Linked DNA regions of Mus musculus: all the other regions are linked to region 1. Evidence: chromatin contacts called from public HiCAR-type and promoter capture Hi-C data. All regions are on one chromosome and are shown on one strand. The core of a region is the stretch at or near the end of the contact, and the rest is flanking DNA. Distances in the headings are between cores, read along the strand shown.

Region 1 (3,809 bases), core at 1,015-3,514:
CTGGTTTGTGATCCATATTGGTGTGGCTTCTTCCCAAAACTTAGAATCATAAATATCCATGTGCTCCAAGGAGAAGGACTTGTTCAGAATAGGGTCGAACATGTCATTTGCAACAATCCCATGATTCTCTGCAAAGAGACCAGTGACCAAAGTGTAATGGTTAGGGTAGGTCTTTGTGATGAAAACATTAGTGACTTGGTTCACATGGACACCATTTTTCATGATATAATGGAAATGAGGGGTTGGAACTTTATATAAGTAATCCCAGCGGAATCCATCAAAAGAAACTACCAGAACTTTCTGCTCTTCTGGCTGTAGAGAAAACGGAGCCGAATGGCATAGAGTAGCCAGTGTGCAAGACGCAAGGAGAAACTCTGGAATCATTTTTCAAGACCTTGATCAGCTCAGCATAAGGTAATCTGTAGAATAAGCACAAAGGAATTAATGCTGACAACTGTGATTAATACATTTTCTTCCAAACTGAGAATGACAGCGATGAGTGATCTCATTTACATCCTAAGTCACAGCCTGAAAAAACTGTACAGAACTCCATTTGACACAGGACACCAGGGCCAAAACGCTTTAGTGCCACTTTACAAACAAACAAACAAACAAACAAACAATCTTATAGTTTCCTATATTCTATCAAAAGATATTCCTCAAAGAAACAAAGGAATTACTCAAATGGACCCCACAATAATATTTAAAAAGATGATTTGTATATGTGACTTTTCAGAGACAAATTCAGGATGATTTAGAATGCTTGAAAATTTGTAGATATGGTGTGTGTCTGTGTGTGTGCGCGATGTGCGCATAGGTGGTATGTGTGCATTGTGATGTGTGTGCATGTGTGGTATGTATAAATGTGTGGTATGTGTGCATGTGTGGTATATGTGCATGTGTGATGTGTGTGCATGTGTGGTATGTGTGTATGTGTGGTATATGTGTATGTATGGTATGTGTGATGTGTGTGCATGTGTGGTATGTGTGGTATGTGTATGTATGGTATGTGTGCATGTGTGATGTGTGTGTGTATGTGTGATATGTGTATGTGTGGGATGTGTGCATGTGTGATTGTGTGTGCATGTGTGATGTGTGTGCATGTGTGATGTGTGTGATATGTGTGCATGTGTGATGTGTGTGATATGTGTACATGTGTGGAATGTGTGCATGTGGCTCTGACTTGCCTTGCTATGGTCTAGGAATGGGCAGATGTAACCTATGAGGCAGGCTGGCTTTGTTTTCAGAACCATAAGCTGTATGCAAAGGATGCATATGAGCTTAAGGTTAGATTTGCTTTTTTAAACTGTGGTTTCATCCAGACTAGAAACTGTTTTGGACATTGGTCTCAAGACAATGACTGATTCCAAACTTAAATTTACTATTGTATCTTGAATGCCACTCATTCTGGGAGCAACATTAATAATGGCCATGACGGGGAATTAAATGTATGCAGGAAACTGCAAATGACTGATCCCTGTTTCTTCCCTCTTTTCTTTTCTTTCCCCCAATTTTCTCTCCCATCTCACTAACACGAAGGAAATTATTATCAACCAAATACAATTTAATGCCAAGAAAGAATCAGTTGCACGGAACATATGATTTTTTTCCCATCTATTTTAGTTAATTGAGGTAAATAGAAGACAACTGTTTTCTTGGGGCAAACTGAAGCGAAGTATGAGGCTCTGTCTAAAGCTCGGGGATGTTCGATAATAAGAAGCAACATAATTACATGGGTGCCACAACGCAGGTGGGGGTGGGGATGAGGAAAAAAGGACAAATCTCTCATTTCTCCACGCAGAAACAGCACGGAGCCCTGAAACTCTCTAGATCTCGATTGAAATCGCCCTGGCCTTTCCAGTCCTTCCTCTCTCCAGCCTCCCCCACCCCCACCCCGCCCCAACCTAAGCAAACAGGCGCACCAATCAAAGAGCAGAGGAGTGGGCTTATGTCAGGGTGTTTGCCAGGGTGGGTGGGTGCGTCGCCTCTTCTCTACGGGGTTGCTAGGCCTCCCCGCCCCGCTGGCCGGTGACAGCCCCAGTGTGGGCCTCTGGAGGCAGGCCACCCTTCTCCGGGGACTCACCCGCGCTGAGACAGATCTGTCCTGGAACGTTTGGGACCAAGAGGAGGCAGAAACAAGGGGCACTGTAGGATCCTGTTCGCTCACCTGCACGCAGCCTCAGCGCAGAGCACCTGACTCGTCGCTGCAGCCCGCCCCGCTGCTGGAACGCCATTGGCTCCCGCCAGCTTGTCACTGTTACCAGGGTGAAAAATCCGCTCCTAGGAGTAGCTGTGCTGCCTGTCAATTAGCGGAAGCAGGGGGGCGGGCGCTGCGTGGGTTTGAAGGAGGGGGACTTGGTGGCCAGGTTTGGGGATAGGGATGGGTGGCTGGGGGCTCTTGTCACTCAGAACTGCCCTGGTAGGCCTGTTGTGTCCGTGATATTGAGGGACTTTAGTGTGCTATCCCAGTGGTTGGAGATCTGAAACTCATGTTCATTATAAGCTAATTTTATTCTACCATCTCTTCTGAGTTTTCTTCTTCCTTTATCATAAACTGATGACGTCACTCAGTAAGCTTTAATTGAAGGAGGGACATCAGAATATCCAAGCTTGCCATGAGATGGTGTTAATAATTCGAAACAGGGTCTCATTTAGCTCACCATAGTGTGGAACTCAGTTTGTAGCCCAGCATTACCTCAGTCCTAGTACCTTCCTGCTCCAACTTCCTAAATTCTGGGGATTACAGGCATGTATCACCATGCCAGGTTTTATGAGGTGCTGGGAATTAAACCCAGGTTTTCCTGGATGCCAGCTGAGCACTCTCTCAACTGAAGAATATCCTTAGCCCTCATGAATCTTTTGTTCATGAATAGCTGGTGTCAAGTATTTCCTCTATGGAAGGCTTTGGGAATCTAGTCTGTTCTGAAGCCCAATGTGTGACTTCCAAGTGTTTGCATCTTATTATAAGTTGGCCACGCAGGCACTCCCCACTCCTATCCTCCAAGCAGTAGCACCTGAAAGCTTCAGCTAACCAAATCTGTCTGCAATAGGCAGTATTATCTGCTTGATTGTCACAACTGAAGTTTCAACATTTAATCAGCTGGTAAGGCTACAAGCATCCACAGCTGTGGCCTTGGTGCCTGTCTGTAACAAATGTCTTCTGTTCTGTGTGCTGGGGCTGTGATGTTTGTAGCCACGTTCTGTAAAGGAATTGAGCCCTTTGGTCTTAGCCTTTGGTGTATTTCTAATGAGGGGACAGTCTCAACTCTAGCCATGGGCACTTGCTAAATTGGGCGGCACTGCCCTGAAGGGCATTTGGGCACTCTGCCATGGGGATTTTTATCATTTTCAACACGTGGGAAGGAGGCGGAAAGGGAGGTTGTTTCTGCGTGTAGCCAGACCCAAAACCATGAAGCTGCACAACTTGTTCCGAAGCCCCAAGTCCTGACCTTTGAAACTGCTCAAAGTTGGAAGGAGGTGGTTCAGTCTAGTAAGTCCTTATCTCCCAGCCTAAGAAGCCAATTCCTTGTTCACTCCAAAGAAAGAAAACCTGGAAGAAAAAAAAATCAGGGGTGAGAATGGGCCTGTTTCTATGTGGGTCATTGAGAATTGGAGGCTCTGCTCACGTGACAGGCTGCCATGCTCTGCAAACTTTTTATGGAAGTTGGGATTGTTTCCCACCCGCCACGCTTACTAAATTGTACAGTGTAGTTGCTAAGCACAGCTCAGAACACAGAAGACAACTCTCCGCGGGCTCAGCGAGCTCAGGACCTACTTCTGGATCTCCATACAATAATGTCTAGTGGTCA
Region 2 (3,926 bases), core at 245-2,744, 490 kb after region 1:
TTTCTTCTTCAGAATCAGGAATTCCGTATGTGTGGACTATTTCACAATGGCGAGAATGATGACAGCTACTGTTCAGGCGCTGGCCCTCCTCGTGTAAACACAGCCTTTGACACACCAGGCTCAGATCGTTTTGTGGGAAGGAGGGGAGCTAAGCTGAAACACCACCAACCTCCTTTGTCCTTCATTCAAACCCACGCATGTGTTCTTTGACCTGTCCACTCCCGTTTGAAGCCCAAACCCTTCCATATCTCTGCAACGGCCCTCCTTTCTAGAGCTCAGGCAAGCCATCACTTACGTTTAGATGTTAGGCTCAAATAACAATAAATCCAGATTCCTACTTTTCCTGATACACTGAGCTGGGCCTCCGACGTCCACTTGACTGAACCGTGGGAGCCCATTACTCTGCAGCACAGGTTTTGCCAAGCTCCCAGAACTATGTAAGGTGTGGCACCAGCATCATTATCATGCATCACTGCTCAGCAAGGGTTTGAGTCTTGGCAACATTCTTATTCACATCCTCCACTGATGACTCATACATATGTGAGGTTCCAGCCCGCGACAGACTCTTTCAGTACCTAAGGCCTCCTACACAAAGATGATCCTTGTGGGCCAGCAGCATGGCTGTCACCTAGGGATTTGGAAATGCAGACTCCTGGTTCGAATTCGACAATCAAAAAGATTCAAAGTAGGCTGATTCAAGATGAAGAAATGCTGTGGCACAGCCCATATCTCTTGGCCTGCCACATTGGTAAAGCAGTGAGAGGGGGCAGTTTGATGAAAGACAGAAGGTGAAGCAGAGTGGAGCCCGGTATTGGATCCAGGTGATTCTGTTTCAGATACCAACCTATGGTGGTATGGCCTAAGCAGTTTAACTCTTCTCTCTGGTGCCCACTGGTGAAGTGGGCCATTAAAGCCCTTAACCAGCCTGCAGAGCAGCTGTGTGGGTAAAGATGGATGAAGTGAGGGTATTCATTGTGTGCTTAACACCAACTGGAGTAGGTAACTGGCAGTCAACTGCCATGACTTCCTTCCTTCTCCAGAGCTGGTGAAGTCTTGCTTCCCAGGGGCTGTCAAGTCCTTTGAAGGATTTAGCAGATCTACACAACAACTTCCACACTTCTCCAGGGACAATTCAAATTTCACAGCACTTCCTCAAAGGTGTGGATTTTTTTTTTTTTTAATTACAGAAGGTTCTGCTCTCGTTTCAGATTATCTGTGGAGTCAGCCTTGGTGTAACTGGGAGGTGACATGTCTAGAGAGTAGCAGGGTAGACACCACCTTCTGTCTTTCCTTCTGTAGTTGGCAGCCAGTGAGCAGCTGTGTCCCCACACATAGGCAGCAAGGTCAGAGCTAGACCAGGGGGAGAACTTTGGCTCTCACAGCTCAGGTTGGAACCCCAGAGACCTCTTAGCTACCTTGGAGACCCTAACCTATCAGCAGAGTTCCAGAACATCCGCAAGTGGATCTCCCCTCCTATGAGATCGTAATTCCACAGAAACCAAGGGAACCTCTTCTAATAACCTGTGGCTCTCCAACTTCTCTACTTTAGGAACCTGTTCACCTGGAATTTAGGAGTCACAGGTACCACTCTGGGTACAGAAAAGGAGGAGCATCTTGCAATTTGCACATCACACGAATCTGCATCTCCATCTATCCATCTATCTGAAATCATCATAAGGAAAAAGAGGCGGATCAGACCAACTATAGCTTGGTCTGTGCTATAGTTTGTGGCTCAGAGTTCATCTTTTCTTAATCCTCTTCAACTTTATGTGAATGGGAACTTTGAACCCTGTAGGACGCTACTTGGTATATCTAGGAAATATAGCAATTCAGGTTACAATTTATTTAATTTGTGAGTGTGCGGGTTTGTGTTAAAAGCACACGTGTGTCTCTGAGTGTCAAATATTCCCGAGTCTTGAGATGTATACATTCTAGAAGAAAAACACATTCTTTTTAAAGTACTTTTACAGTCCTTCCTCAGCATGCGAAGTATCTCATATTTGTAAGCCTTTTAAGGCCCAGCAGCACATGCCTTTAATACCAGTGCTAGTGAATAGGAGACAACAGGATAAATAATTCAAGGCCACCCTTTGCTACATTGTGAGTTAGAGGTCAGCCAGGGCTACATGAGATTGTCTCAGACAACCGAAAGAAGGGTATGGGGAGAGCGCTTGCTGCATGAACATGGAGAGCTGAGTTTAAATCTGCTGCATCACATAAAATCTTAGGCATGGCTGCACAGAGATGAAACCCCGGGTCCTTTCATGTGTAGACAGAAGGGCTTCTCAGGCTTGCTGGCTGTCAGCCTAATTTCAAGTTCAATGAGAGACCTTGTCTCAGGGGAATACGGTAGAAAGTAATAGAACAGGACAGTGGACACTTTTCTCTGCCTTCCACCTGTGTATACAAGCGTGGACACTCACATATACATATGCACTTATAACACAAACCCACACACTCACTAATTAAATAAGTTATACCCCAAATAGCTATATTTTTCTATTATTCATTTAATAGATTATAAAGAACAATTATCTATTGTTTTGAAGTATTAATTATAACTTTTAAAATATTCACGTAGCCACTTCTGAACAGCTAGACTGAGTATAGCATAGGGTTAACACAAGACCAAGGGCATGTTTAAACAACCCAGTGATGTTTAAAAATCAGAGGGTAAAAAACCACGTCTTTAAATTTTCACCCTGCACCAATAAGAGTCAATAATATAAAATGTACCCTGGAAGATAATGGACCCATTGTGTGACCTGTTTCCAACCCCTGATGATACAGTTTAGAAAGATGAACTTCTTCATTTCAAGTAGGTCACAGGTTCTCTGATGACAAGGTCCAGCACCTCAGTCACCACCGTATCCATGGCGCTTTCCCTTCCTGGGAAGTATTGAGGGATGAATGGACCTCTGAAATATTCTTCAATTACCTGTGTAAATATCAACATAAGGCCCAGCCCTTTCCTATTGATTAGTCCATTTCCTCAAATATCAAGTAGGGCAAAGGTTATGCTAGTGATGATGAGTTACGCAAGCCCTTTTGGAGATGCTGTGGTAAAGAGTTACTCAACAAACCCAGCAAGTATCTGGAGTGAGTACATCTATCCTCGTGTGCAGATCTGTGGGTATAGACAGTGTGAGATCATCCTCAAGTTACCTGCTGTGCTCTCCAAAGGACACAGACTGAGACCCATGTGCGTCACCGCTCTTTAAGATGAACAGGTAGGTATTCACAATGCTCCAGAAGGAATGTCCTTGCAACATAGGCCCTTCTTGGTGGCATGAGATGTCCCTCCCGAACACTGGCTACTCATCCTCGTATTGTCTAAATCATCATCCCCTTATCTCTTCTCCTTAACACAACTGAAGAGAGAAAGTAGCCGTGGCCATTATCTTCTGGAGAAGGTCCAGGCATCTACGTGCCTCTGCTTCTTCTCATTCTCAGGCAGAAAGGGCCATGTCCCTTTGGACCTCTAGAGTCCAGACTGTCATCTTCTTGCAAGCCTCTTCACCTCCGCAGGACCAGCTTTGCTTGTCAAGACACAAGACCAATCCTACCTTCATGGAACAGCGATGAAGCTGCCTTGTAAACTCCAAGGCAAGTATGCTCCCGTACCTGGCAGGAGTTAAACTAGGGTCATGAAGGAGGGGAAGAGAAGGAGGTGTTGAAGGCATTTTTCCATGGTCACAGCAAGCTGACAGGACATGTGTTACAATGCCCATGCTGCAGACTTGCTATTGAAGAAAAAACACACACACACACACACACACATTCCTCTTTTGGAGTTGTAAAGATTGAAGAGTGAAACTCCTCCCTACCCTAGAACAAAGATTCCCTGAATATATATGCTCCTGTGTGTATGTGCATGCGAGTGAGTGAGCATGTGTGTGAGTGTGTGTGCTTGTGCGTGTGGGTGT
Region 3 (4,135 bases), core at 920-3,419, 280 kb after region 1:
GCCTTCTCTAGAGAATGCCAACCGCCCATCAGGACCCAGTCCAAATGTTTACTCTCTGGCAGCCTCTTCTAGAGTCCTTCAACCCTCCTATCTCTTGGCTCCCACCGACCTCTCTCCTTTCTGCGCTAAACGCTCGCTCTGCTGATTCACCAGCATTTATTTTCTGCCTGATTCAGTTCTGGGAAGTGTAGGACCTTGTTTCTTTAGCTCCTAGCACAGAGCCTGCTTAGCACACAGCAGGTGCTTAATAAATAACTGTTTCATCCCTGGCACAGGGAATTAAAGGAATGAGAGTGTGCAACCTCTGCCACTGTCCAAGCTGGGCTGAATAAAAAAGAATGCCAGTCCCTGCACTATATCTGACAAGTGGCAAACAGTTATGCAAGTGTGATGAGTACTTGCAAATGAGAAAGCTCTCGAGTTCCCACTCCTGTTAAATGTTCCTCACTGGAGAGAGCCGCATCCTCCAAGATTTAGGTGGGTTAGGAAGGGCACACACCTCTAAGCATTTACTAAGATCTTACAATCTGGCCACTTTTGTTGAGGACACTTCTCTCTCCCCAAATCCTCTGGACCACATTCAAAGTAAGAGATGCTCAGGAAAGGCTGATTCAATTTCCAGTGCATTGGAAAGCCAATCACAACCCCCATTGCAGGCTAATTGAGCTTGATGACCGGTCATATGTGGTGTAATAGCTTCACAAGGCTGAAAGGGAAATCAATGTGGGGACTGAAAACCTGCCAAGTGTTCACTCCTGGGCCCCACAGCCCATGCTGGCCTGCTTCTTGACTCTTCCTACCTAATGTCCATCTTCATGATACCCTGGTCAGCAAGAACTGCTCTGTGGACAACACTCCCTTGTCCTATATTTTGGATTTTCTATCATCAAGGACAAGCAAGGTTCGGAAGTTAAGTTGGGTTGTAAACATGCTTCATGTTTCGTAAAGTTTCTCTATACACAAATCACGGCTAGAGAATACTTTACCATCCTTTTATTTCCATCCGTGGGAAATGATAGGACTACATAAAGAGAAACAAGAAACGGGTTTTGTTGTTATTGTTGTCTTTGCTAAAATGAGGTTTTAAGACAGTGTTGGCAGTGGGTGTAATAATCCCTCCACTGACCATTTCTATCCCAATATAAGAAACAAAACGTGCCAAAGTATGCAGTCTTGTTGAATCCATCAGGGATAAGAAAGAAAGGAAAAAAGAAAAAAAAAAAAGGACAAACAGCAAGGCCTTGAAGAATAAATCATTAACCACAAGTCAAATCGAGGCACCCTGGCAACCAGCGAGATGTAGAGGCAGCCGAGAGGAATCAGGTAGCTGAGACTGCCTTGTCCCCTCTGATGACTTCTGGAGAGAAACACCCCACAGGCACGACGAACCCGGCACACCGCGCTCCTGTCCATGTCACTTTTCAAACTTGAAGTTATTTTTAGATGACCCAAGCCGGCTAAGCCCAGGCAGGACAATTCTCAGCCCGCTGTGCCCGAAAGCCCCTTTGCCTCTCCCTAAAAAATTTGGTAAAGCTTGGGAAGACAGGGGTCTCCTCATTTTTTTTCCTTTACTCACTGCTTTGCTGGACACCCCTAACTCCTCTAAGCCCAAATCCCGGGGACACTGGAGTTATTCTGGATCCTCCAAGTCCCTATACACCTGCTGCTGCACCTGGGAAGGTGGACCCTTGGCCAGTAGGATGGGGAGGGGGCTTTTGGAGACTAGCGCCTCCTAGAGGGGGTCATGGGAAACCTGTCTCTGGGGATGCTTTGGGGACTGGCCAGGAGAGAAGATCTCTCCAGCCCTGCCCCTGAGCCCAGCAATGCTTGATTCCCATTGTCCGGGTCCCCTGGCACCCAGGTGTTCAGCCCTGGTGGGACAGGGGACAGGGTCGATGGGGCCTGCGCCGTTACGTAACCGACCTGCAGGACGTCTGCGATGCGCCGCTGTGGCGGCGGTGACAGTGGCAGCGGCTCGGGGGTCCTCGGGGCAGCAGGCTGCGGGCGCGGCTCTGCCTGTTCACCTGACGGCCGGGGCGAGCGCGGAGCCCGCGGGCCTGGGCGTGGAGCCGTGCGCACTGAGCGCCGCCTCCCGCTCTCCGGGTCGTGGGGTCACCCGGGCTGTGCCTCCTGCTGGTGCTCCCGCAACCTCCACCGCCGTCACCCGGGACAAAGCGGCTCCGGGGAGGGGCCGAGCCGGCGGCTCTCGACCAAGCCAGTGGAGATGGGCGCGCCCCCAGCTCCGACTCATCGGGCCAACCTCCAATCAGACCCCAGGGAAGCCAAAGCCCCTGACTGGCCTCCTTTGGTCGCCTCCCTCCTGACCAGTCGCCCTTCTGGGTCCCTCACCCACCTCCACCTCCTGGGCTTCCACCCGGCGCTCAGCTGCACACCCCTCCTTTGCGATCTCAGGCGAGCTGGACCCTTTGCAGGAACCTGACACAGGAGCCTGTCCCCAAAGGCAATGCCTTTCCAAAGAAGAGGCTCCCGGGTCATCTCCCCCATCCCCCGTTGAGGACTTTTTTTTTTTTTTTTTGAGGGTCAAAGAGGGGTGAGATCGCTCTTGGAGCGAAGCATCTGCATACAAGGATACTAAAAAATAAAAGGACAGAGAAGAAACTGTGGGTCCGTAGAACTAGGGGGTTGTTTTCTCACAGGTCGACCTCTGGCTAACTAAGGAACTGTCTGGAAGCCACTCTTGAGTGCTCAAGAGCGACTATGCTTGGTGGGTGCTGGCGCCCTCTGGCTGGGGCTGTGAGTGAGCCCTGCCCACACCATTGAAGGTGCCCTGTGCCGGTTTCACAGTTTTGCCAGGAAAGACTCACAACCACCAGACCTGGGGGAGAGAAAGAAGGACTTGGGTGTTCAAGGATTCCTAATGTGTAAGACTTTGGGTCCCTAGGAAAAGGGAGACTAGTATTTATACAAGGTAAAGGGGAAGGGGCGTGTCGGAGGTGGAACAATACAGGGAGGATTTACTTCTCAACCAAATGAACCCATTCTGAAGACTGTGCAAAATTATGCAGCTCAAGAACAAGGAAGCCTGTGACTTGTGGTGGCACAGACGGGGACAGGACTGAATCTCATGGCAAGAGTACCTCAATGACACAAAATGATTAGCGTTTGGAGACCGTGGAAACTGAAGGATAGAGGAGACCAACCTCAAAGCAGATAGAATGGCAGATAGGAATAAGTTTTGTGTCATGTCGCCTTTCTCACTGTTGTATACTTGAACCTTTTCCTGCATCCACTTGGTTGGTTCTTAATAACAGTATTAAAACTGCATTGAAGTAATAGTTCTCTTCTCTTCTCTTCTCTTCTCTTCTCTTCTCTTCTCTTCTCTCTCCCTCTCTCTCTCTTTCTCTCTTCCTCCCACCCTCCCTCCTTCCCTCCCTCCCTCTGTGTGTGTCTCTGTGTGTGTGTGCCTATCTCTGACTCTCTGTCTCTGTGTGTATCTTGCTGCCTACTCTCTCTCTCTCCCTCCCTTCCTCTGTGTGTGCCTCTGTGTGTGTGTGTGTGTGTCTGTCTCTGACTCTGTCTCTGTGTATATCTTTTGGCTCTCTCGCTCTCGCTCGCGCTCTCTCTCTCTCTCTCTCTCTCTCTCTCTCTCTCTCTCTCTCTCTCTCTCCTTTCTGTGTATCTGAGTGTCTTGCTGCCTCTGTGTGCCTGTTTTTCTGTCTGTCTCTGTGTGTCTGTCTGAGAGAGGGGGGGTGCTTAGCTCTTCTATCCGCTTAATCTGCATTAAATATAAGCACAGAATTAAATAAACATTTCAGAGTTGAAAATGACCTTCGATGTCATCACGCTTTGGGCATGCACATTCTACATGTTTGTTAATTTGACAGAATTGCAAGTTCGGAGAGAAATTTCTTTTTGAAAGGACCTTCTTATATGGAGCAAAAACATCTCTAGAATTTTCTCGTACAGGCTATAGCTCACATCTGAAAGTCATCATGGAAATCAAGCCCCATTCCTCTTCCAACTAACTATTTTTGAAACCTAGGAAGATAGCCATCACGTCTGGTGCACCTGGAACTTCGGCTTTTCAGGTAATATAGCTTCAAGGCTTTCAACAAAATTTCAAGGTAGCAATTCTTAGACTCACCGTGTGTTGACTTTGATCACAAGGAGGTCC
Region 4 (4,076 bases), core at 28-2,527, 510 kb after region 1:
AGGACTCTCCATCAGTAAGCCATCTCTTCTATAAGGTTACTAGGGTCCCTTCAGTAAGAAAAACCTGCCTGGGTGCTGACAGTTCTCCAGTACCCTCCAGACCTTCTCTTTGTTTTGACCCAGGTCAATGTGACTTCAAAATTTGCTTACCAGCCCTCTTGCTTCAGGGAACACACACACACACACACACACACACACACACACACACACACACGCGCGCGCCTCCCAACTCAGCAATCTTATTTGGGTCAAATGTAATCCACCCAAATCAGATTGCGTGCCTTTTAGAGGTGACAACACCATGCGAGTAAGAGCCTGCCTGCCTCCCTCCCTCCCTCCCTTCCTTCCTTCCTTCCTTCCTTCCTTCCTTCCTTCCTTCCTTCCTTCCTTCCTCTTTTCCTTCCCACGACCCTGAAGTGATTCCCATGGGATAGAATGGAAGCCCCAATCGAGGACCATGTTCTTTTTTTATTTTTTTTTAATTTTAATTTTAATTAATTAATTTATTTAGCTTACTTTGCTTTGTAAAAATCCAGCCTTAAAGGTCATTTCATCTGGCCAGCAGCCGGATGCCCCAAGAAAGAGCAGCATTGCTTTATTTTTATAATTCAGTTTTCAAACTTCTTAGACCTGGGAAGATCTGGGATATTCCTTGTAAGGACGTCCCAGGATGAGATCTAAGAACACCACATTTCCCTGCTGCACTGGGTTCAGCTTCCGCCCCCTCAATTCTGAATTCTTAGGGTGGCTTTCTCAGAAGCAACCCCTCCCCTCCACGCAACAATTCTGGAGCCAGTTTCTGGGGAGCTCCGAGGTGAGTCCTGAGCCAAACACTTGAACGTTGTGGTTCCAGCCCACCCACCTTGAGGACCACGCTCCCACGTCCCCGCAGTAGCCCACTGACACCATCACAAGCCCTTCCCTGCCCTTGGGCTTCTTACCTGGTCACTGCACTGACTCCCGGATACCCAGAACCCTGAGCGCAGCAATGCCACCAGAGCGAGTCAGATCCTAGCACGGCAGGCTTCCAGACAGTCTTTTTACCCCCGGGGATAGAATAACTCAGAGGTGGGTTGAGCATACAGCCTCCTCGTAAAATCTACCTTTAGGCTCGACCCTCCCCTCCTCCGGTTGCTGTGCAAGAGGGACAGGGGAGGAGCGTGTGGCCCAGCCTCCTGACAGCTCCAAGCTGCTGCGACTCAGGCTCACACAACACTAGCTCCAGGGACAGCCACCACTTGGACCTCTTCGAGCGCCCATGCGTGGATCCTGACTGTGCCTGGGGGGCGGGGAGGGTGATGATGGGCTCTTAGTTTCCTAGTCTGACACCCGATTCTCATCAGGCTCGCGACGAGCTGTGCCCATCCCCAAGCCTATCTTTCTAGCCCCGTTCTGTTCTCCATATCCGCAAAGTTCACGGAATCACTGAACACTAGTCGAGAATCTAAAAGGTTCCGCGCAGCTCGTATTTTGCTACTTTGTACCCAGAATCCCGCTTCACCTCTTGAGGAGATTACGTTCCAGACTAGAAGGCCTGCCCCTACCCAGCTTTCTTACTTTGCGATTATGAGGAACAGAGTGATTGAAGAGTCCGTCTCATAGCTCAGTCTGACTAGGCTATTAATGATTGCTGTAAAAACATTTCCATGCAAATACAAACATCCTCTCCAAGGGCGTGGGGGTGGAGGTGGAGATGTGAAAGGTTCTCTATAGGAGCAGAAATTTGGAAGATTCTTGAGGGCTCTTTCTCAGCGGTATAAAAAGTGTAAACAACGGGGGGCGGGGCGGGGGTGGGGGCGGGGTGGGGGGTTGGAGATTCTAAGGACTGAAGAACAAAGGAGAGATTTGGATTGCCAGGATGTATACAAAAGTGCAGAGAGCTCCAGGATTGCGGCTTTAATGAGTCATCGCTCGCACCCACGGAGCTGTGGTGCTGTGTGGGAGTGACGCAGTTGCTCCTATGAGTACCCCTTCATCCATACTTCTGTTAGGAACCCCAATCCTGACGAACTCACTGGTTCACCAAGCTAGACACTGGGGAAATTGTTCTATGGATCAGTCTGGGTTCCCTTTCTGGGGTGCATTAACATGTGTGTTGTATCTCCCCGGCAAAAAGGTTTTCTCCTCAAACCCATCTTCCGATCATTCATCTAAAGCTGTTTAGAAACTTTAGGGAAATTAGGTTGAAATTTATCTGTTGTATTACAGTATTATACTTTTGATTATTTTGGATTAGGTTAAGTTCTCACTTAGTCTTTATGAGTTTAAAACAATAATTTTCTGCAGGATCAAGGGAGAGTAAGAAGGAGACCTTGGTGTCTAGCTTTAGAAATGTAATCTAACAGTTTAGCAAGGCAGAGGGGATAGAGGAGAAGGGCTCTGGCCTAACAAAGCTAGGTTTGCCATGTTCAGGTCTACTAGAGCCTCTTCGGACGAACACAATAACTGAGAAGTAAATATAGGATATTTATAGAGGCCTGAAAATACTGATCAGTGGTAGGGCACTTGCCTAGTACACATGAGGTCTTAAAGAACCAGCCAGCCTCCATTTTAGTAAAGACAATCCAGGATCATTCCTGTTTATGATTAAACCTCTGCTTCTCAAAGACTGGGCTGTGCCCCACCGGGAACAGTGAAAAGGAAACAGGAGCCACATTGTTATACATTGTTATTAAGTCTCCATTCCCTACAAGAAGTGTCTGTTCCCTAGGACCAGTGTATCTTGCAAACCATGTTTTTCTGTCTACATTGAACTTGCAATCCCATGATGTTTGTTCATTCTTTTGCCTTGCTAAACTCCCGAACCTGTGACTATGACTGCCTTCTTTGGGTTTTGTTTGTTTGTTTCTTTTGGTTTTGGTTTTTCGAGACAGGGTTTCTCTGTGTAGCCCTGGCTGTCCTGGAACTTATTCTGTAGACCAGGCTGGCCTCAAACTCAGAAATCCTCCTGCCTCTGCCTCCCGAGTGCTGGGATTAAAAGTGTGTGTCACCACGCCTGGTTTATGACTGCCCTCTTGCCTTATGAAAATATGCCTTCCCAGATACTCTGATGACTCTTCTTTCACATGATTTATTCTTCCACTTCTTTTTATTGCCTTCTTTTTTGCAGCCCAATATCCTGCCACCTGTTTTTTATCACACTTTACCCCACAGAAACCCTTGAGCCCTGAGTCCGCTGCTCTTCGTCTAGGCACTAATAGCTAATTATCCCCATAATAGCGGTCTCAAAAGCTGATAAGGATCTGCTCTCTGAAATTCCGATTTTGGGAGAGGCAACTGACTGGCCAGTCTAAATAAAGTTTGCTTAATCAGAGCATTGTGGAAATGCTCTCCACCCCAACCCACCCCCATCAGGTCTAGCGTAACTTTAACTACAGATGGTTCCGTAATGCCTGCTCCAGCAATGAACCATGCCTTTGTTTCAAAAAGTTGTCTGTAGCCATCTTGCAATCCTACCTATGTTTCAAAAGGTTATATGACCACCTACGGCAACCTTGTTATGAGTGCCTGTTAATATGACTAATAGGTTTCTCCGCCAACTCAGTATGCCAGTTCAAGGTGAATCAAGACTATAAGGGCAGGTTTATTGAGAGACAGCTCCCAGGCTGGTTCTCAGATGTCACAGGAGGAGTTCAGTGGAGTTGAAAAGCTGGGTTAAAGCGAAGGGGTTTCATAGAGCTTAGGTAAGGAGTGAGGACGTGCCAGCTAGGAGCCCATACATGGCCAAAACACCGTACCCCTGGGTGGTGACTATTGTGTGGGTTGCCAGAAACGGAGACAAGGGGTGATGATGTGGTAGCCAGTTTTCTCCATGAAGGAGGAGACTAGGGAAGGTATGCAGACAGGGCTTCCTGGCTTGTGGGGGACAGGGAGGTAGAGCGGGTGAGAGTGGTGAGCGGGGGTTCACCGAACAATGACTCCCTTGTTATGTCCACCTTGCGACTATGTCTTTGTTTCAGGAGAGACTAACTTGTTGTGCTTATATTCTGGTCCTGTAACCTAGCCTGTTTTGCTTACCAAATCCCATATTTGGAAAAACTCTGAGCTTTAAAAGCCCTGTCTTCGTCACTTCTAAG
Region 5 (4,289 bases), core at 517-3,016, 360 kb after region 1:
GTACAACCACTCTGGAAATCAGTCTGGAGGTTCCTCAGAAAATTGGACATAGTACTACCGGAGGATCCCGCAATACCTCTCCTGGGCATATATCCAGAAGATGTCCCAACCGGTAAGAAGAACACATGCTCCACTATGTTCATAGCAGCCTTGTTTATAATAGCCAGAAGCTGAAAAGAACCCAGATGCCCCTCAACAGAGGAATGGATACAGAAAATGTGGTACATTTACACAATGGAATACTACTCAGCTATTTAAAAAAATGAATTTATGAAATTCCTAGGCAAATGGATGGACCTGGAGGGTATCATCCTGAGTGAAGTAACCCAATCACAAAGGAACTCGCACAATATGTACTCACTGATAAGTGGATAATAGCCCAGAAACTTAGGATACCCAAGATATAAGATACAACTTGCCAAACGCATGAAATTCAAGAAGAACGAAGACCAAAGTGTGGACACTTTACCCTTTCTTAGAAATGGGAACAAAACACCCATAGAAGGAGTTACAGAGACAAAATTTGAAGCTGTGACGAAAGGATGGACCATCTAGTGACTGCCATATGCAGGGATCCATCCCATAATCAGCTTCCAAATGCTGACACCATTGCATACACTAGGAAGATTTCGCTGAAAGGACCCAGTTATAGCTCTCTCTTGTGAGACTATGCCAGGGCCTAGCAAACACAGAAGTGGATGATCACAGTCAGCTATTGGATGGGTCACACGGCCCCTAATGGAGGAGCTAGAGAAATTACCCAAGGAGCTATAGGGAACTGCAACCCTATAGGTGGAACAACAATATGAACTAACCAGTACCCGGGAGCTCTTGTCTTTAGCTGCATATGTATCAAAAGATGGCCTAGTCGGCCATCACTGCAAAGAGAGGCCCATTGGACTTGCAAACTTTATATGCCCCAGTACAGGGAAACGCCAGGGCCAAAAAGGGGGAGTGGGTGGATAGGGGATTGGGGGGTGGGGGTGGGTATGGGGGACCTTTGGGATAGCATTGAAAATGTAAATGAGGAAAATACCTAATAAAAAAAAAAGAAGGTGGGGGAAGTCAGTGGGGCACAGGCAAAGCAGACATGTAGCCAGACAAGTGTTTCTCTGAACTTTTGTGAGTTATTAGGGCAAATCACTGAAGCTTGAAGGCGGCTGTAGAAACTCCCAATTTGCAGCTAAGATAGAGTATGAATGATGTGTGGGGCCTACGACTTTTGATGGTTAGTTAAAACAGGGTTGGCACTGTGGGGTTGAGCCCTGAACTTTCAGGGTTAGCACTAAGTCTAGGGAGCAAGTATTTGTGGTATGTGTGGTGGGGGACCAACTGTGGCTCTGAGTCTGCTGAGTCCTCTGCTTCCTTCCTCCCTCTCAGGGTTTCCAGACACTGCTGGGATTTTCAGAAGGATGGGGACTGGGGGGTGGGGGTGGGAAAGAGGTCCTTCTCCAAGGATCTTAGTGCTACATCTCTTGTAGAGGAAGGCCTTCTCCAATGATCTTCAATGAAACAGCTCTCTTAGACAATCTTAGCTGTGCGCATACCTTTATTGGGGTGGGTTTGTACACATGCACTTTATTTGGGGTGAATCATGGGTGTATATGGGTTTTGGAGAATGGGACTGAGTTTTCAGAGTAAATGAAAATCATTGGCTAGAGTTTTAAAGTTCTGGGAATGCCTCATTTGCACAGAGAGGTATGCCAGGAATCCCACATAGTTGCTGGGCAGCTTCTTGGCGGGGCTGAGGGGAACAGGAAGTTGGACTTGTAGGTCTACCAAAGACTATTTGACCTTCCCCCAGTAGAGGGTGTGGGGTTTTTGGCTCCCCAGACAAGGTCAGAGAAGAGAAAGCCCTGCTGGAAAGGGGCCTCCATTTTGCACGGAACTCAGAGAAGCTATCCAGTCATGGCAGACTTCGACCTTAATTAGCAGGGCTCCCCCACAGTATCAGAACTGAATTAAGCTCTGCATCGTCCAGTTGGTGTCTGAGGAGAAATATAAAATGTCCTGGTGTAGGAAGCTAATGCAAGTGTTTTTCCATCTGGCAAATGCAGTCTACTTATCCCTCTCATTGCACTCCACATGGAATCTTGGAGACACTGTGAGCTTTGCTGCATTACCGACGCCTGACTCAGCTACCTTACAAACTATAAAACTGTAACGTTGACTGTATCTACCTTATAGATAGACACAGTTGTTGTCAGGGTGGTAAACGTGAATGTAAATCTCCCAGAATCACAGCTGCCAAACAGCAAGGACTCAGCAAATGTTACCCACCATTATGGTTCCCTCTGCCCTTTGCAACTGTTTGAAAAACTGGCTGCCACTCACTCTTCAGGCCACAGGCAAAGCATCCCCCAAGGGAACCTTTGCCCAACTACCCCAGTTCTCTCCTGACTCAGCGCCATGCCATGCTATCTCCATTGGTTAGATGCAGGAAATAATTCAGCTCATATTTTTATCATGGGGTTCCCCAAGTGCATTAACATTTCATTTCCTTCTGAATCTCGTTTATTTAGTATATTTATGACCTAACACAATGCCTTATGCATGGAAAGCATCCTGTATATTATTATTGGTGGGATAAATGAATGGACCAATGAACTGGTGTTTGAAACAGTGGAAGAGAGGACCAGTTTGACAAAGCACTAGCTTGTGTGTATGTGAGGGGAAAGATTTAGTGACAATTCTGAGGCAGAATTGTGGGGGTGGGGGTGGGGCAGTGAATGTTTAAGTGAAATAGAATTTGATAAATCTTTGTATAAAGTGGACCCAAGAATTGACAGTTCTAGGAAAATCTCCAGTTATCCCACACTCCTGCTCTGGGGACCACAGTTTAAGGAAAAACAAAACAAAACACAGTGGCAGATAAAAGAAAAAGAAGGGAACTGTGTATATCCCTCAGTGGGAGAGCACTGACCTACATGTCAAAGGCCCTGGGTTCAATTCCCAGTACAGTAAATCAGTGAACAGACAAATGATCCTCTTGTACCTTATTTATTAAATATTCTCGTTTGAAAGCTGCTCTTATTACTATACTAATTTTAAAATTACCACTCCTCTTTAAAAACAGAGGGAAATAAACCTAAGGGGTGAAAATTTTGATTGAAATTATAGTCGAGGGCAGAAATCCCAAGTGCACGTGTTGTCGGCAAACATCACTCACCTCGCTTCGATTGCCATCAATGTGTAAGAAAGGACTTTTAGTTCCTAGGATGAGCCATAAAACCAGGCCATGCCTTTTCTGAGTCTGACAAATCTTAATTCAGAAAGTTCACTCATTTTAGAATTTCATTTTAATTTGTATTGAGGTCCTGGGCTTAATACTTGGGTCTTTAGACTTTGGAGCAGTTACCCTGTAAGCCATCTTACCATTTTATCATTTTTTATAACTACAAAGGTGTCAGCTGCCTCTAAGCAGTGGTGCCTAGGAGGCCACTGGCTGAGTTTATGTACCTACCCACCCACCTGCCTACATACCTACTACCTACCTATCTACCTAACTATGTCTGTCTATGTGTCTGTCCACTCTATCTATCTATCTATCTATCTATCTATCTATCTATCTATCTATCTATCTATGTATCTATCTATGTATCTATCTATGTATCTATCTATGTATCTATCTATGTATCTATCTATGTATCTATCTATCTATCTATCTATCTATCTATCTATCTATCTATCTATCTATCTATGTATCTTACCTATATACCCAACTACCTACCTCTTTGTTTCTTTGTCTCTCTCTGTCTCTCTCTCTGTCTCTCTCTGTCTCTGTCTCTGTCTCTGTCTCTCTCTCTCTCTCATGAAGCCACAGTTAAGGGTGTGGCTCATTAACTATGACAGCAGGTCAGATCCAGCTTACTGCTTTATTCTATAAAGTTTTACCTTCCAATAAAAACATCCACACTCATCTGTGGCTGGTTTTCCACTACAACGGCAGGCCAGAGAAGGCCACAGCAGAGATTTTTATGGTCCATAAAATCTAAAATACAAGACCTAGCATGGAAAAAGTTTACTCCTGTGCACGGGACAGGAGGAGAATGAGCTATTATTGGGTTTGCTCAAAAGGTCAGGCTGTATCCCAGCTCCTGAGTTTACAAGTGAGATAAATCCTGTGTGGTCTTCACTGCCCTTACCACTTCTATTTCCAGGTCAAGTGTACGAGGCCTAGTGTACTCTTTTAATAACCCCATAAAATACATTTCATTAAGACAATATAGACTCCATGACCAGGGGAGAATACACTTATCTAGAATGTTTGCTGCGATGCTTAGGCTTAC

Evidence for each region. Promoter capture Hi-C pulls out the DNA fragments that hold promoters and counts their contacts. HiCAR-type assays count read pairs that join an accessible place to other places. Capture Hi-C pulls out chosen DNA fragments and counts their contacts.
Region 2: a promoter capture Hi-C map of stem cell-derived epiblast-like cells shows a contact between it and region 1, with 2.0 times the contacts expected there. The contact joins the promoter of 1700071M16Rik here to the promoter of Enpp5 in region 1. A contact is called at or near these places in 2 of 39 promoter capture datasets (pre-B cells and stem cell-derived epiblast-like cells).
Region 3: a promoter capture Hi-C map of pancreatic islet shows a contact between it and region 1. The contact joins the promoter of Rcan2 here to the promoter of Enpp5 in region 1. A contact is called at or near these places in 5 of 39 promoter capture datasets (the 3T3-L1 cell line, the HPC-7 cell line, cranial neural crest and 2 more), 3 of 484 Hi-C or Micro-C datasets (cardiomyocytes, muscle stem cells and uterus), 2 of 115 datasets of contacts at active chromatin or transcription factors (pancreatic cancer cells and stem cell-derived neural progenitor cells) and 2 of 9 other capture datasets (macrophages and pancreatic islet).
Region 4: a contact with region 1 is called in a HiCAR-type map of astrocytes, with 2.4 times the contacts expected there. The contact joins the promoter of Pla2g7 here to the promoter of Enpp5 in region 1.
Region 5: a promoter capture Hi-C map of embryonic stem cells shows a contact between it and region 1, with 2.5 times the contacts expected there. The contact joins the enhancer-like site here to the promoter of Enpp5 in region 1. A contact is called at or near these places in 10 of 39 promoter capture datasets (the C10 cell line, the HPC-7 cell line, HPC-7-derived erythroid cells and 6 more), 1 of 15 datasets of contacts at CTCF or cohesin (the NIH/3T3 cell line), 1 of 484 Hi-C or Micro-C datasets (embryonic stem cells) and 4 of 115 datasets of contacts at active chromatin or transcription factors (astrocytes, embryonic stem cells, large pre-B cells and 1 more).

What each region holds. Positions count from the first base shown.
Region 1 is chr17:44,077,257-44,081,065 of GRCm38.p6, reverse strand. It overlaps Enpp5 (ectonucleotide pyrophosphatase/phosphodiesterase 5), which reads right to left and starts at 2,264. Exons shown (of 4, transcript NM_032003.3): 1 at 2,084-2,264; 2 at 1-419. The coding sequence starts at 384.
Region 2 is chr17:43,589,077-43,593,002 of GRCm38.p6, reverse strand. 1700071M16Rik (RIKEN cDNA 1700071M16 gene) reads left to right here and starts at 1,494. Exons shown (of 4, transcript NR_045445.1): 1 at 1,494-1,581; 2 at 3,126-3,230; 3 at 3,454-3,606. The region is part of intron 2 of Pla2g7 (phospholipase A2, group VII (platelet-activating factor acetylhydrolase, plasma)); the gene reads right to left.
Region 3 is chr17:43,799,885-43,804,019 of GRCm38.p6, reverse strand. It overlaps Rcan2 (regulator of calcineurin 2), which reads right to left and starts at 2,169. Exons shown (of 5, transcript NM_207649.1): 1 at 1,924-2,169. It overlaps Gm34773 (a long non-coding RNA gene), which reads left to right and starts at 3,637. Exons shown (of 3, transcript XR_385586.2): 1 at 3,637-4,049.
Region 4 is chr17:43,565,652-43,569,727 of GRCm38.p6, reverse strand. Pla2g7 (phospholipase A2, group VII (platelet-activating factor acetylhydrolase, plasma)) reads right to left here and starts at 1,277. Exons shown (of 12, transcript NM_013737.5): 1 at 942-1,277.
Region 5 is chr17:43,717,073-43,721,361 of GRCm38.p6, reverse strand. All of the region lies in intron 7 of Cyp39a1 (cytochrome P450, family 39, subfamily a, polypeptide 1), which reads right to left. Among named protein-coding and RNA genes, the nearest start is that of Gm25783, 21 kb to the right of the region's middle. Within about 2 kb of position 1,766, at least 15 of the 459 cell types and tissues checked have an H3K27ac peak or open chromatin away from gene starts, as enhancers often do. A contact at or near this core is called in astrocytes and embryonic stem cells, where this site is marked.